Linked DNA regions of Mus musculus: region 2 is linked to region 1. A link is a contact called in public HiChIP or PLAC-seq data. All regions are on one chromosome and are shown on one strand. Each heading gives the region's core, a stretch centred on a gene start, on an enhancer-like site or on the middle of the called end of the contact. The rest is flanking DNA. Distances are from core to core; before and after follow the strand shown.

Region 1 (7,444 bases), core at 377-2,876:
GGGATCACAGCCTGTGCCACGGCACCATTTTTACTTACCTATATCAGAGGACTTGAGTGTCCTAGAGAGATCGGTAGCCATCTCTGCATCACTAGAGGTGTCCAGACAGAGGTGTATCTGGGGATAGACAAGGCATGTCTTCTTCCTCAGACCCAAAGGGTAAGGGTGTGTATGTCCTAAGAGACCCCAACTACACTAGGGAGCTGTGTACCTTGTTTGAACTTGGAGTACTGTGGAAGAGGCATCTGGGGGCACATCTCAGCTGGGGAAGTGGGATCGTTTTTATCTGTTCAACATCTTCATGGTCTGAGGTAGTTAAATGGTACATGCCTGTTATTCCAGAACCTGGCAGGAGGAGGCATCAAGAGCATCAGGAGTCTAAGGAAGCCATTCTCAGCTACACAGTGGATTATGTGAAATCCTGCCTCAAAAACCCAAAACAAGGCAGAGGATGCAGCTCACTTAGTAGAGTGTTTGCTTTGAATCCATGAAGCCCTAGGTTTAGTCCTCAGCATCTAATAAAGTGTGTGTGACCACACTCATTTTAGATGGTGGAAGAAGGAAGATCAGAAGTTCAAGGTCATCTTCAGCTACACAGTAATTTAAGTACAATTTGTGCTAAGGGATACTCTCTCTGTCTGTCTCTGTCTCGGGTCTGTCTCTATGTCTCTGTGTCTGTGTCTGTGTCTCTGTGTCTCTGTGTCTTTGTCTCTCTGTGTCTCTGTCTCTCTCTCTGTCTCTCTCTCTCTCTCACACACACACACACACATACATACACACACACACACACACACACACACACACACACACACACACACACCAGACCTCTGGGTATCAAATTATCAAGTCTTGCCAGGTGTAACTGCACACGCCTTTAATCCCAGCACTCAGGAGGCAGAGGCAGGCGGATTTCTGACTTCGAGGCCAGCCTGGTCTACAAAGTGAGTTCCAGGACAGCCAGGGCTATACAGAGAAACCCTGTCTCAAAAAAAAAAAAAAAAAAAATTATCAAGTCTTGATGTTAGATCTGTTCGATGGAGCCAAGTAAAGAAAGGTGTGGGAATTGTCCTGGTTGTTCTTTGGTCAATTTGACCCAAGTTAGAATTATCTGGGAACCTCTGTTGAGAAATGCCTCCATCAGACTGCTTGTAGGCAAGCCTGTAGTGCATTTTCTCCACTTATGATTGGTGTGGGTGGGCCCAGCCCATAGGGTGTAGGTAGTGCCAACCCTGGGCAGGTGGTCCTGAGTTGTGTAAGAAAGCAAACTGAGCAAACCAGTAAGCTGTGTTTCTTTATGGCTTGTACCAGTCCCAGTCCCTTTATCTCTCTCTATCTGTCCGGAGTTTCTGTTCTGACTAACCTCTGTGATCCCAGAGTTGTAAGATAATAAACCCTTCCCTCCCCAAGTTGCTTTTGGTCATGGTGTTTTATCACATTAGAAACCTTAAGAAAAGATTCAATTTTAGAGATGAAGAGACAGGTCAGGGGAAATAAAGTCCCCATTCAAGAGTTCGGGGCGCTTCAGAGAACCCTGTAGGGCTCCCGACCTGAGGGGCGTGGCCTCGGTGGGCGTGGCTTCCGGACTGTCCTCTGCAAGCTGCCGATCAGTCTGAGCAAATCTAGTCGGAACGCGACCATGGAGCCGGTGCCGCTGCAGGACTTTGTGAGCGGCCTGGACCCCACCTCCCTTCCGCGCGTGCTGCGGGTCTGCTCCGGAGTCTACTTTGAGGGTGAGCGGGCTCTGGGTGGAAGGAGCTAGGTATGATGGGTCATGCCTGTAATGCCAACACTGGGGAGCTGTGGCGGGAGGATGAGTTCGAAGCTAGCCTGTTCTATAAAGTGATTGCAGGTCAGTTTGGGCTACAGAGTTAGACCCTGAGGGATCTGGGGTTGAGTTCAGACGCTGCTGTCCGAAGTTTTATGAATCCGCACCAAAAGGCGCCACCTCCCTGCTCTTCAGCTTTTGTCCCATGGGTGATGAGAAGTCCTGAGTTTAACTCAGGCTTTTTCTCAACTGAGGCTCCTCGGTAATGCTAACAGAAATTGTGTGGCAGCTAGGCAGGAGCGATCTGAACAGCCTAGGAAATCCTGTCTCAAGCAACAAGAACAATTATAACAATAAATGGACAAATAAGTGGGGATAACTCGTCCATCGTTTCAGACAGGCACTAGGGTGCTCACTGTCGTTATTGGGGTTGTTCTGAGAGGACCTTGTTTTGTAGCCCAGGCTGGCCTTAAGTTTGCAGCGATCCGTCTGCCTCTGCCTGAATTTGCCATGCCTGGTTCACTGTTCATTTTTCTTTCTTGCTCCCTCCCTCCGTTCTCTTTTATTATCTTCTTTCCCTTTCTGCAAGGATCCAACCCAGGACCCTGAGCTCTCACCACTAAGATATATTCCAGTTCGTTATTTTAGCACCAGATCAGCCCTCCCGCTGAACTCTCTGCTCCTTGCCTCTGAGTCTCTCTGTTCCTCTGCTGGATTCTCAGATGGAGTGGTCCTCCTACCAGGGGGATCCTTCCCCGCTTTTTGCCTGTACATTTGCTCCTTGCCCATGGCTTTCCGCAACCCATAGCAGAGAAGAGATGGCCATATCAGGACACAGCCACCAGTTACTGGCCAAATAACATGTGACCAGGGACTGACCACTTGGGTAAGGGAGGGAAGAAAAGGGACCGACCGGGCTGCTCTGTGGAGGGCAGAGGCGAGAGTGGAGGGAGATGCTGAGATTCAGGGCTCCTCCCTCAGACAGCAAGCTGTCTCATGGATGCCTGCTTCATTCTACTCCCTGGAGTGAGCGAGCCAGGCTCTGCCACAGCAGCTGCCAGCAAAGTGTTCTGATGGCCAAGCGGGTTATAGACTGACCTAGGAGGATCACACAAGGGCCACCACAGTGAGTCTCTCTGGTCCATCGGAATCTGATGGGTCCCTGAAGTGGGACTCTGGGAGCCTGGTCATTCTTTTCTCCAGCTCAGAACATCCTCCCAGCGTCTCTTGCTTACCTGTGTCACAATACCCGAGTTTCCTCATCTGCTATGACCTGGGGTGATGGGAAGTGGAAGGACTTGGGGTGACGTGAGGACAGACGGATGTCACAGAGTGTCGGTATGCAAATGAGGTGAACGGGAAGGTAGATGACCCTATGGGGCAAGGTGTGGTAGAATTCCTGACCACATGGGATTCCAGTTTTGGAGGTTGATACCCCATGTTCTGCCTCCAGCCACCCTCACCTCCCCCTCCTCCCACCCCCACATTACCTGCCCTGCTGCAGATGGGACCTGGGCCATCTTACATCCTAGACTACTAACACTCTAGCTAGTTCTTAGCTAAGATCCTTAGCATTTTTCTTTCTTTCCGTTTAAGACAAATTCTTCTTGTGTAGTTCAGACTTCTCCAGAGTAAGAGTTCTGTGGTTACAGATATGTACCACCACAGCTGGTCTTCCGAGCCTTTGTTTACATTGATTGACTGATTGATTGATTGATTGATGGGGGGGCACGCATGTGTCACGGTATGAATGTGAAGGTCACAGGACTTTTGTTTTCTTCTTCCTCCACCATGTGGGACTTAGGAAGGGAAGGGTCTTTACGATATCTTGCTGGCTCTTTTCTGTTCATTTTGAGGCTGACCCGGCACTCCCTGTTCAGCCAAGGGTGAGCCTGAGTTCCTACCCTTCCTCTTTACCAATCATTGGAGGAGCTGACGCCACCTCTCTGAGCTATCACTTTTAGGAAGGAGAAACTGCTGTTGATATTTTTTTAGAAAAGGGAAACTGCTGGCCCGTTCCGGAAGGGCAGTCACGCGTCCTCAGGGCAGTGAAGTGCCAGTCACACTCAGCACAGGGCCAGGTATATATAACTCCATGGCTAACAAGCTCCTCTTCTTCGAGGTCCACCTCCGAGCAACTGTGTGCACTTTCCTGAGGGGTTAGGTTGAGGTTGACACCAGTTTCTCCTGACCCTGTGAGCAGCTCTCCAAAAGCTCTCCCTGGGAGAGGGGCTCCAGGTGGTCAAAAGGTCCTGCCACCTGCGGTTTCCCATCCTCTGCCACTGGACACAGACCCTGGGCACACAGCACTGTGAGATCTCTATTGCTTAGCTTCTAGTGTTCTTTAAGGCTTTAGCACTTTGCATCAAGCAAGTGGCTGCTGAACTTGGAGGTGGTGCTCAGAGCCTCAATCTCCTCTACATCCTCTTAAGAACAGCTCACCAGGGGCTGGTGAGATGGCTCAGTGGGTAAGAGCACCCGACTGCTCTTCCGAAGGTCCAGAGTTCAAATCCCAGCAACCACATGGTGGCTCACAACCATCCGTAACAAGATCTGACTCCCTCTTCTGGAGTGTTTGAAGACAGCTACAGTGTACTTACATATAATAAATAAATAAATCTTTAAAAAAAAAAAAAAAAAACAGCTCACCAGAATGGCGGGCGGAGTGAGCTAGCTGGTAGGCATGGTTACTGCCAGTCCAGACAACCTGAGACCAATCCCTGGATCCCACAGGGTGGAAGGAAAGAACTCCCTTCCAAGAGTTGTCCTGACTTTCACACCTATGCTGTGGAATGCATTCAAGATAAACATTTTAAAAACAGAAGCTAAAAGTGACTCATCGGGACGGGGGGGGGGGGGGGGTGTTGTAGCTCAATTGGTCCAGTGCATCTCGCATGCATGAAACCCTGGAGTTGAATCCCGGTACCACAAAGAATTCGGCATGGTGGCGTACACCTGCCTTCGAGCACTCTGGAGGTAGAGGCAGGAGGATCCGCAGTTCAACATCAGTCTTAGTAGAAAGAGATCCAGGACAAGCTGAACTACAGGAGAGTCAGCTGAGAGAGAGAGAGAGAAAGAGAGAGAGAGAGAGAGAGAGAGAGAGCGAGAGCGCGAGCAGCTCACTCATCTGAAGCAGAAAGCAGGCGGTGAGAAGAGCTGTATCTATGTGAAGCCCACCTACCCTGAGCCTGATTTTGTAACTGTAATATGGGAGTCGGGAGTCACTGGCTAGTTACTTCATCACGGGTGGTATCTACCCCCAGAGGCTGCAAGGATGTTGAAAGGGACCCACCCTGACCATGCACACACTCCAGGAGAGCCAGGAGAAAGTGCACCATCAGGCCTGTGGTGGTCAGTGAAGACCGGGGAAGCTGTCCGAGGATGGCCGGCTGAGCCAGCTGCCCTTTAGCAGGGAGAAGTAAGGAAGAAGCCTGAGGGCTACACTAGGGGGGATATGTATGTTTGGAGCCCAGTCCAGACCCCAGTACTTCGAAGCAGAGAGAAAGATATATGGCAGCAGAAAGAGCTGAGTAGAGTTTATACGGAACAGGGTACAGGCCACTCAGGCCTTTGCCAAAAGGAGAAACTGAGTCCATGTCTCCACAGGTTCCGTCTACGAGCTCTTTGGGAATGAGTGCTGCCTCTCCACCGGGGACCTAATCAAGGTCACTCATGTCCAGCTCCAAAAGGTTGTGTGCGAGTATCCAGAGACGGGTCAGACGTTGGAGCTCAACCCCAATTTCACAGGTAAGGCACGCACTCCACCTCCCCTGGTGCTGTAGCCTCCTGTAGGTGTGTCTTGAGCCACTCGTGGGTGGGCTTGCCACTCTCAGCAGCATGCCCGCCCCCCTGGCTTTGCATATGAGGGTGACATATCTACTGTTAGGTAGCCACAAGGCCAAGGGCATATTCAGACGGCAATCTTGAGGATGCCCCGAGTCTGGCTTGTCCCACCCTCTTCTGATCACATCTGCTTCTAGGACTTCAGGTTTGGATCTTTGGATTTGCTCACACATTCACTCATCAAACATCTGCTGACACCCTCGTGTCCTGTGGGGAGCTGGGTGTGTGGACTCAGGATGACAGTACACGATGTCCCGGGGTCCTATCCCCAGCACTGCCTAACCCAGATGTGTGTGCGGCACATGGCTGAATCCTATAAGGGAGGCAGAGGCAGGAGGAGCAGGGGGAGGTCTCAAGCCTGGGAGATATCAGTGGCAGATGCTGCTGCCAAGCCTGATGATGATCTGAGTTCAATTCCTGGCACCTCCATGCTGGAAGGAGAGAGGGACTCCTACAAATAGTCCTCTGGGTTCCACACATGGGCTGTAACATACACATGCATGCACACACTAAATAAATGCAATTTGTTTTATTTTATTTTATTGGTACAAGGTACCGATCGCTGTCTAGCTTTGGTCAATCACCATGTAGATCAGGCTGGCTTCAGACTCATAATGATGCACCTCCTGAGTTCTGGGACTTAAAGGCATGCACTGACATGCCTGGCTTAAATGTGTTTTTTAGTTTTTTTGGTTTTTTGTTTTTTTTCACATTTTTAAAAAAAGATTTATTTATTATTATATGTAAATACACTGTAGCTGTCTTCAAACACTCCAGAAGAGGGAGTCAGATCTTGTTACCGATGGTTGTGAGCCACCATGTGGTTGCTGGGATTTGAACTCTGGACCTTCGGAAGAACAGTCGGGTGCTCTTACCCACTGAGCCATCTCACCAGCCCTTTTTTACATTTTTTAACGTAAGAAAAATGAAAGAGCCGGGCGTGGTGGCACCTGCCTTTAATCCCAGCACTTGGGAGGCAGAGGCAGGTGGATTTCCGAGTTCGAGGCCAGCCTGGTCTACAGAGTGAGTTCCAGGACAGCCAGGGCTACACAGAAAAACCCTGTCTCGAAAAAACAAACAAAAAGAAAAAAGAAAAATGAAAGATCTTTTTCGAGGGCTGGAGAGATGGCTCAGTGGTTAAGAGCACTGACTGTTCTTCCAGAGGGCCTGAGTCTCTGTTTCCTTGGGATGCTTTGACTGTAGCCTGCTGGTGTGGCACCTCTTTCCAGATTCCATTTCCCCTCGAGAACATTTGCTCGCAGAACCACTGAGAGGGTAGTGATCAAAGCCAGGGGACTTAATTTCAATACCATGCTATCGTCTAACTCACAGTTTAAATCCAAAATCCACCAATTATCCTGAGATGCTGGCAGCACTCCCTCCGCCTAAGAGCAAACTCAGATTACAGATATTTTCTGCTTTCTGTCCCTTAGTCTGTTTCAGCTTGGCATGCGTCCTTACACTTTCTTTGTCCTCATTTGGACTTTTTTTTTTTTTTAATCCAGATCAACACTTTTTTTCTTTTTTAATTATTTATTTATTATATGTAAGTACACTGTAGCTGTCTTCAGACGCACCATAAGAGGGCATCAGATTTCATTAAGGATGGTTGTGAGTTGCTGGAATTTGAATTCAGGACCTTCGGAAGAACAGTCAGTGCTCTTAACCGCTGAGCCATCTCTCCAGTCCCAGATCAACACTCCATACCCCCCTGACCCCGGCACTGAGGTCTGGTTCTGGGCCTCTCACACACTAACCGAACAGTCGTCTATCACAACTGTATGCCGAGGTCCCAGACCAGTATTTCAGGAGGATGTCCTTCAGCCCAGACTCTGT
Region 2 (7,515 bases), core at 203-2,702, 190 kb after region 1:
GAGCTCTGGGCCAGCCAGGGTGAATCTGAATCTAGCCTAGGCTACATAGTGAGCTCTGGGCCAGCCAGGGTGAATCTGAATCTAGCCTAGGCTACATAGTGAGCTCTGGGCCAGCCAGGGTTTAAAAACCAAAATGCAAACAACAAATTTAGACATTTCATATTTTTGCCTCTTTCTTTTTTTCTAATGTTTAAGAACAAAGATTTAGACCCGGGGATGCAATCCAGCTAGCACAAGGCTCATCTACCACGCTGTGGAGAGATGAGGTAGGGGAAAGAACAAGGGAGAGAGGAGGGGGGGAGGGGAAGAGAGAGAAAGCAAGGTTTTTATTTCCTATCCTTGTAACAAATACCGTGGTGGGCCTCTCAGCCCCAACCCTTGATCCCTCCTGGACCCAAATGAATGCCTACTTGGTTGACCTGGCTCTGATCCTCTGCATTCTGTTGGAATCTGGGGTCTAAAGCACAGACTGGTTGTGGAGGAAGGACTTCCCATAGGGAGACAGGCCAAGCATCCGTAGCTGACCATAGAGCGAGGGACCAAGGTCCCAGCCCGGTGCCTGACAGCGGTTCTCTTGAGGACACAGGGGAGTAGAGGGAGTAGAGGGATTAGAATTTCTGGAAGGCCTGCTCCGTGCCTCCCACGGATTGCAGAGCGGGAAGGTGACAGAGCCTAAATCAGTCTCTCCATTTCTCCACTGAGAGGACAGATGTGGATCAGAGAGGCCACCGTAGACAGATACTGCACAGCTCTGATAATGAAAGGTGAGTGGAGGCACCATGGAGCGACACTTACCACAATCTGGGAGGAGAAATCAAGGAAGACCTCCTAGAGGAGGAGGTGTTTCCCGCTGAGGCCATAAGCACTGTGGAGGCAACGGAGAGACCCGTACACTGCAATGAAGGAGAAATTGCTTACGTAAGCAGGGGAAACCGGAGTTTCAGCTCTGATCCTTTTTCTGATGGGGACTTTCTCACTCCCCTGTCCCCCACCTCCTTCCCCTTCACAGCTCTGCCACACCGTCATCAGCTCTGCCCACAGTGGGGCTTTCCAGAGACATTGTCACACTGGTTGGGACAGTGGGCTACAGCGACACTCTCTCCAGAACTTCCCCTCTTGGGAGGAAGAGTTATCTTTTTTCCTTTTTCCAGGTTTTGTATCTGGGCACAGGTGTGTGCCACGCGTGTGGATGCCTGGGGCTAATGTCCTGATAGCTCCATTCTTCCATCGTATTCACTGGGGCAAGGTCTCTCAATCAATCCCAGAGTTCCTTGATGTGGTGAGTCCTGCTAGCCAGCTTCCTCTGAGGTTCCAGGCTCTGCTTTCTGAGGCTAGATTGACTGCCTCACCTAGTGGCGCTTATATGGGGTTCTGGGGATCTGAACTCTCCTCCTGACAATCACACGGCAAACACTTTAAGGCTGAGCCATCTTTCCAGCCCTGAGTTATCTTACTCATAAAAACACAGTGAGTAACTTGACCACAGTGATGAATGGTGAACACCCCTGTGACTGTCCTAGAATGCATTGAATTGTGTGCTTTTAATGTGTCAATTAAATAGTATGCAAACTGTGTATCAGTAAAACTACTTTTTAAACAGTAGTAAATGGACCGGTGCAAGAACACTTGTTTAACATCCAGGAGGCCCTGGATTGGATCCCTAGAATTCAGGGAACAATCATAGCAGTAACAAAGGAAGTGTGGTCTGATGGTTGCAGGACTGTTGCAATCAAAGCATTGCTATTTTGCAGCCCCAGGACACACGTCATTATCTTTCTGAACATAATTTGCCTCATTGTAAGGAGGAGTTAAATTTTTTATTACATTTATTTCTTTTGTGTGTTTCCGTGTGTGCCCACCTGTGTTGATGTGTATGCAAGTCAGAGGACAGCTTGCTGGAGTTGGTTCTATTTCCACCATGTGGATTCCAGGGACTAAACTTGGTTTGTCAGGCCTGGGCAACAAGCACCTTTACTGTAGAACCATCTGACCAGCTTGTCAGAGAGAACTAAGCCATGAGTCAAAGTCCAAAGTCCTTCTTTCCTCCCTCCCTTCCTCCCTTCCTCCCTTCCTCCCTCCCTTTCTCCCTTCCTTTCTTCCTACCTCTTTCTTTCTCTTTCTGTCTTTCTCTTCCTTCCTTCCTTTCTTTCTCTCTTTTCCTTTCTTCCTTCCCACCTTTCTTTCTCTCTCTTTCTTCTTCCTTTCTTTCTTTTTTCTTCCTTCCTTCCTTTCTTTTTTCTTTTTTCTTTCTTTCTTCTTTCTTTCTTTCTTTCTTTCTTTCTTTCTTTCTCCCTTCCTTCCTTTCTTTCTTTATTGTTGTTTGTTTGTGAGACAGCCTCCAGTAGCTTAGATAAGCCTGAACTCCATATGTAGCCAATGATGATGGACTTTGGGTCCTTCTGCCTCAGCCTCTTGAGTGCTGGGCCTATGTCTGGTCTATGAGATTCTAGGAATCAAACCCAGGCCTTCATGTGTGCTAGGCAAGCGCTCTATCAACTGAGCTACAATCCCTGGCTCTGCAGCTAGAGATCTTGTTAGCATCCTGCCTCTGCCATTAGTAATCACTCCACATCCTCATCTGTTAAGTGGAATAAAAGAGACCTATGTCACTGGATGGTTGAGACTTTTAAGACTGAGTTGGTACTTAGAAATTTTTCAGAATTATGCTTGACATAAGGTTCAATAAATAGTAATATTTGTAATTATTTTACACCCCACATACTGTTTGAGCTCTACAGATCAAGATGTAAACTGCTCAAGATGACCACTGAAACCTAGTAGTGAACCCCCCACTGCCCAGGAACAGGCCCTGCCCTCAAGGTGTGTGCTGTGGTTTGAATATGCTTGACCCATGAAGTGGCACTATTAGGAGGTATGGCCTTGTTGGGGGAAGTATGTCACTGTTGTGGTGGGCTTTGAGGCACCTAGCTTTGAGCTCCTAGCTGCCTGAGGAAAGTCTGCTCCTGGCTTCCTTTGGATGAAGATGTAGAACTCTCAACTCCTGCCTGGACAGCTGCCGTGTTTCCTGCTATGATGATGATGGACTGAACCTCTGAACTTGTAAGACAGCTCAGCTAAATGTTGTCCTTATAAGAGTTGCCTTGGCCATGGTGTCTCTTCACAGCAACGAAACCCTAACTCAGGCATGGTGACCCACAAATGGAGGCAGCCTGCCAACCATGCTCTCTTTCCAACAAATGTGAGCTCCAGACGTCTCCATCCATAGCTAAATGGACCAGAGTGGATCCTCAACCAAGTCAGAGCAGCAAAAGTCTCTTTCCCAGGAACCTAGAATTCATTTTCTGGGACTGTTAACAGGTCACGGGGAGCTGGGAGGTGACACACCTCAGGCTGGGGCAGCCTTTTGTGTTACACGACTGTGCATCTCTCAAGGCAGAGAGAGGATCATGAAACAGAGTTATAGAGAACATGAAACACCAGAGGCTTGGAGGAAGACAGGCAGAGAAACTTTAGCCTCGGATGTCAGTTCTAGTCCATTTTCTGTCATTGTCACAGAATATCTGAGTGTGGGGCTGGAGAGATGGTCCAGGGGTTAAGAGCACTTTCTGCTCTTACAGAGGACCAAGTTCAGTTCTCATCACCCAGGTCAAGTGACTAACTACAACCTGTAGCTCCAGCTCTATGGGATCCAGTGCCTTCTAGCCTCCACTGGCATCTCTCTCTCTCTCTCTCTCTCTCTCTGTTTCTCTGTCTCTGTCTCTCTCTCACACACACACACACACACATCTCTCTCTCTCACACACACACACACACAAACACACCTCTCTCTCACACACACACCTCTCTGTCTCTCTGTCTCTCTGTCTCTCTCTCTCTCTCTCTCTCTCTCTCTCACACACACACACACACACACACACACACACACACACACACATGTGTATAAAATAAAATCAATCTTTGAGGGTGAGGATTTATAAAGACAGCTTGCTTAGCTCACAGACCAGAAGGCTATAAGGCTAAGATCAGACGGCCCCATCAGTTCAGCCTATGGCAAAGGCCCCCCTTGCCTGAGTCACCTCCTGATGAGAGAGGGAGGGAGAGTTCACATGATGAGACCAGATCACTCACATGACCCCCTCCTCCCATCCCCAACCCTTTCATTTTCTAATTTTAGAAACTGGATCATGTGTAGCTCACGCTGGCTTCAAACTCAGCATGTAACCTTGAGATCCCAGTCTTCAGCACGGTAGTGCTGGGATTCCAGGCATTCTCCACCATAGCTGGCTTATCCATGCACACGAGGCAAGCACTTTACCAGCTAAGCCACCTCCCCAGCCCTGGTTCATAAACCTCAGAGATGACCACTACTCAATAACATACACAGCTAATTCTCCTGATCCCAAAGCAGAGAAATCCAGGGACTATAGGCTTGCTCTTTGAAAGCAACTCATTCTCTCAAACGCCAACAAGAGGGCTGGAGAAATGGCTCAGGGGCTAAAGCAGAATGCTCAGGTCCAGTTCGTGGCTCAGAGACCATCTCTGACTCCAGTTCCAGGGCATCCAACACCCTTTTCATAAATCTTTCCCAGCTCTTACCACACTCGAGACCAGGCCTCCTAGGAGACAAACCACAGCTGATCCTAAAGCGCTTCCAATTCACTCAACAAATGTATCGACTGTCTTCCCAAGTTCGCGGTCAAGATACAGGTACACCAAAGGAGAAGCTTCCTGCTCCCAGGAGACCTACGGTGTATCAAGGAATAGGCACTAAAGAGGAAACAGAAGTCACAGTTGCAGGCAGACACAGCGGCGGCATCTGTGACACCAGCAGGTGGGAGCTAAGGCAGGAGGATCATCACACGTCTAAGGCCATCAAGACCCAGTCTCACAACTACAAATTGTTGCTATTGGGGCTGGAGAGATGGCTCAGCTGGTAAGAGCACTGACTGCTCTTCTGAAGGTCCTGAGTTCAAATCCCAGCAACCACATGATGACTCACAACCATCTGTAATGAGATCTGATGCCCTTTTCTGGGGTGTCTGAAGACAGCTACAGTGTACTTACATATAATGAATAAATAAATCTTTTAAAAAAAGAATTATTGCTATTATTTCAGGAAGGAAGGAGTGCCATACATGCTTTCAAAACAGAGTGAGGAGACAGAGATGGTTGAAAAGGTAGCTCTTTCTCTCTCTTTCTTTCTTTTCTTCCTTTCTTTCTCTCTTTCTTTGTAGCTTATTTATCTTACTCGTTACACTGTGATGAATTGAGCAGACATGGCATTAGGAAGACTGCCAGATCTGACTCTGGGTTTCCAGAAGGGAAGGGATTTTTCCACTGGGTGCTGAGGTGTGTTCTGAAGACTCAAGAGCATGGGCATGAAGAGGGTCAAGTCCCTGAGGTGGAAGTCATGAACTACAGTCATGCACCAGCAAGAAAGAAGCCTCGGCCCTTAAGCAGGGATAAGGGAGGGATGGAGGTGGAGAGGGAGGAAAAGGTTAGGAACAAGCAGATCTCCAGAGGGTCGGTGAGGAACTTGGAAAGACTCAGGTCCGCTGAGGAGTCACTGAGAGGTTCTGTGCAGAGGTGCAGCTTTCCCCCCCCCCCCCCCGAGACAGGGTTTCTCTGTGTAGCCCTGGCTGTCCTGGAACTCACTCTGTAGACCAGGCTAGCCTCGAATTCAGAAATCTACCTGCCTCTGCCTCCCAAGTGCTGGGATTAAAGGTGTGCACCACCACTGCCTAGCTGGCTAATTTTTTATTAGATATTTTCTTCATTTACATTTCAAATGCTATCCCCAAAGCCCCCTATAGCCTCCCTGCCCCCCACCACCACCCTGCTCCCCAACCCACCCACTCCTGCTTCCTGGCCCTGGCATTCCCTTGTACTGGGGCATATAATCTTCGCAATACCAAGGGCCTTTCCTCCCACTTATGGCTGACTAGGCCATCCTCTGCTACATATGCAACTAGAGACACAGCTCTAGGGTAGGTGGGGGGTAACTGGTTAGTTCATATCGTTGTTCCTCCTATAGGGTTGCAGACCCCTTTAGCTCCTTGGGTACTTTCTCTAGCTCCTTCATTAAGGACACTGTGTTCCATCCAATAGATGACTGTGAGCATCCACTTCTGTATTTGTCAGGCATTGGCATAGACTCACAAGAGAGAACTATGTCAGGGTCCTGTAAGCAAAATCTTTCTGGCATATGCAATAGTGTCTGGGTTCACTCTGAGTAAGGTGTGCCAGCTCAAACCTGGAATCCTCTGGAAGATTGTTGTGGGTCTGAGGCCAGCCTGGGCTATAGAGAGTCAGTTCCAGGCCAGAGCAAGCAACAAAGATAAGAAGAGCCTGTCTCAAAAGCCAAAAATTAATTAATTCAAGTAAAAGATCGCTCTGGTCACTGTTCGAATTCTGAGGGGGGTGGGTGTTACATAGATCCAGGCCAGCTGTATTGGCAGCCAGAGCTGTTGATAGAGGCCACGGTGAGGAAGAGAGTCTTGAACTATTTTGACAGTTCCACTTCCTGCTTCTGGTTCCTCATAAAGTCAGGCTTCTTGCCCCTGAGTTCATCCAAATTCCTCTTTGATCTCCTTCCAACCCTCACTCTTACCCTGTTTCCTTCTTGCTTGGGTAAGCTAACGTGGAAGACGGTCTGTTATTTGCACCCAAATCACCCTGACAATGAGACTTGCAGGTTCCATAACCTGCTCCAACTCCCCCACCGCCCAGTGCCATCTGCCCAGCAGTAGGGAACAAGGTTTGACTTGTGAGTAATACACACAGGAGTGGCCAATCTCCCAAGGAAAACGATCTTCCAGGGAACTTCTAAAGGAAGCTGTCCAAGATGACTTTACCTTATGGTGTGGAAAGAATGCTTATGAGGGGCTGGCGAGATGGCTCAGCGGGTAAGAGCATTGACTGCTCTTTCAAAGGTCCTGAGTTCAAATCCCAGCAACCACATGGTGGCTCACAACCATCCATAACAAGATCTGACTCCCTCTTCTGGAATGTCTAAAGACAGCTACAGTGTACTTACATATAATAAATAAATTAATTTTAAAAAAAGAATGCTTATGAGATGCCCAGAGATGGCTACCACACCAGATCAGAAGTATAGGTAGCACTCACAGGCACTGACATGTGTAGCTTATGTGCTGGGCTTTGTCCTAAAGAGTTTGCATGGATTCGCTCATTTAAGCCTCAGGGGAATCATAAGGAGTAGGCTGTCACTGTTCCTACTTTTACAGATAAGAATCACAAAACTGGGGCTGGGGTTTAGCTCTGCAGTAGTCTGGATGGATGAGCCGCAGGGTTTGGTCCCCCAACCACACACACAAGAATAAACTCACAAGCCAGTCAGCGGTGGTGGATGCCTTTAATCTTCCTCTGCATTTGGGAGGCAGAGGAAGGCAGATCTCTGTGAGTTTGAGATCACCCTGGTCTACAGAGAGACTTCCAGCACAGCCAGGGCTACACAGAGAAACCCTGTCTCAAAAAAACAAACTAAAATAAAATAATAATATTCATAAAAATGAGTGTGCAGGTGAGCCCAGC

Evidence for each region. HiChIP or PLAC-seq counts read pairs in DNA pulled down with a chosen protein or histone mark.
Region 2: a contact with region 1 is called in an H3K27ac HiChIP or PLAC-seq map of microglia, with 2.8 times the contacts expected there. The contact joins the enhancer-like site here to the promoter of Themis2 in region 1. A contact is called at or near these places in 1 of 484 Hi-C or Micro-C datasets (nephron progenitors), 4 of 115 datasets of contacts at active chromatin or transcription factors (bone marrow-derived macrophages, embryonic stem cells, memory CD8 T cells and 1 more) and 3 of 9 other capture datasets (embryonic stem cells, liver and pancreatic islet).

Annotation. Positions count from the first base shown.
Region 1 is chr4:132,790,546-132,797,989 of GRCm38.p6, reverse strand. Themis2 (thymocyte selection associated family member 2) reads left to right here and starts at 1,626. Exons shown (of 6, transcript NM_001033308.2): 1 at 1,626-1,730; 2 at 5,372-5,512. The coding sequence starts at 1,637.
Region 2 is chr4:132,604,983-132,612,497 of GRCm38.p6, reverse strand. No RefSeq gene overlaps it. Among named protein-coding and RNA genes, the nearest start is that of Eya3, 30 kb to the left of the region's middle. Within about 2 kb of position 1,452, at least 63 of the 459 cell types and tissues checked have an H3K27ac peak or open chromatin away from gene starts, as enhancers often do. A contact at or near this core is called in bone marrow-derived macrophages, memory CD8 T cells and microglia, where this site is marked.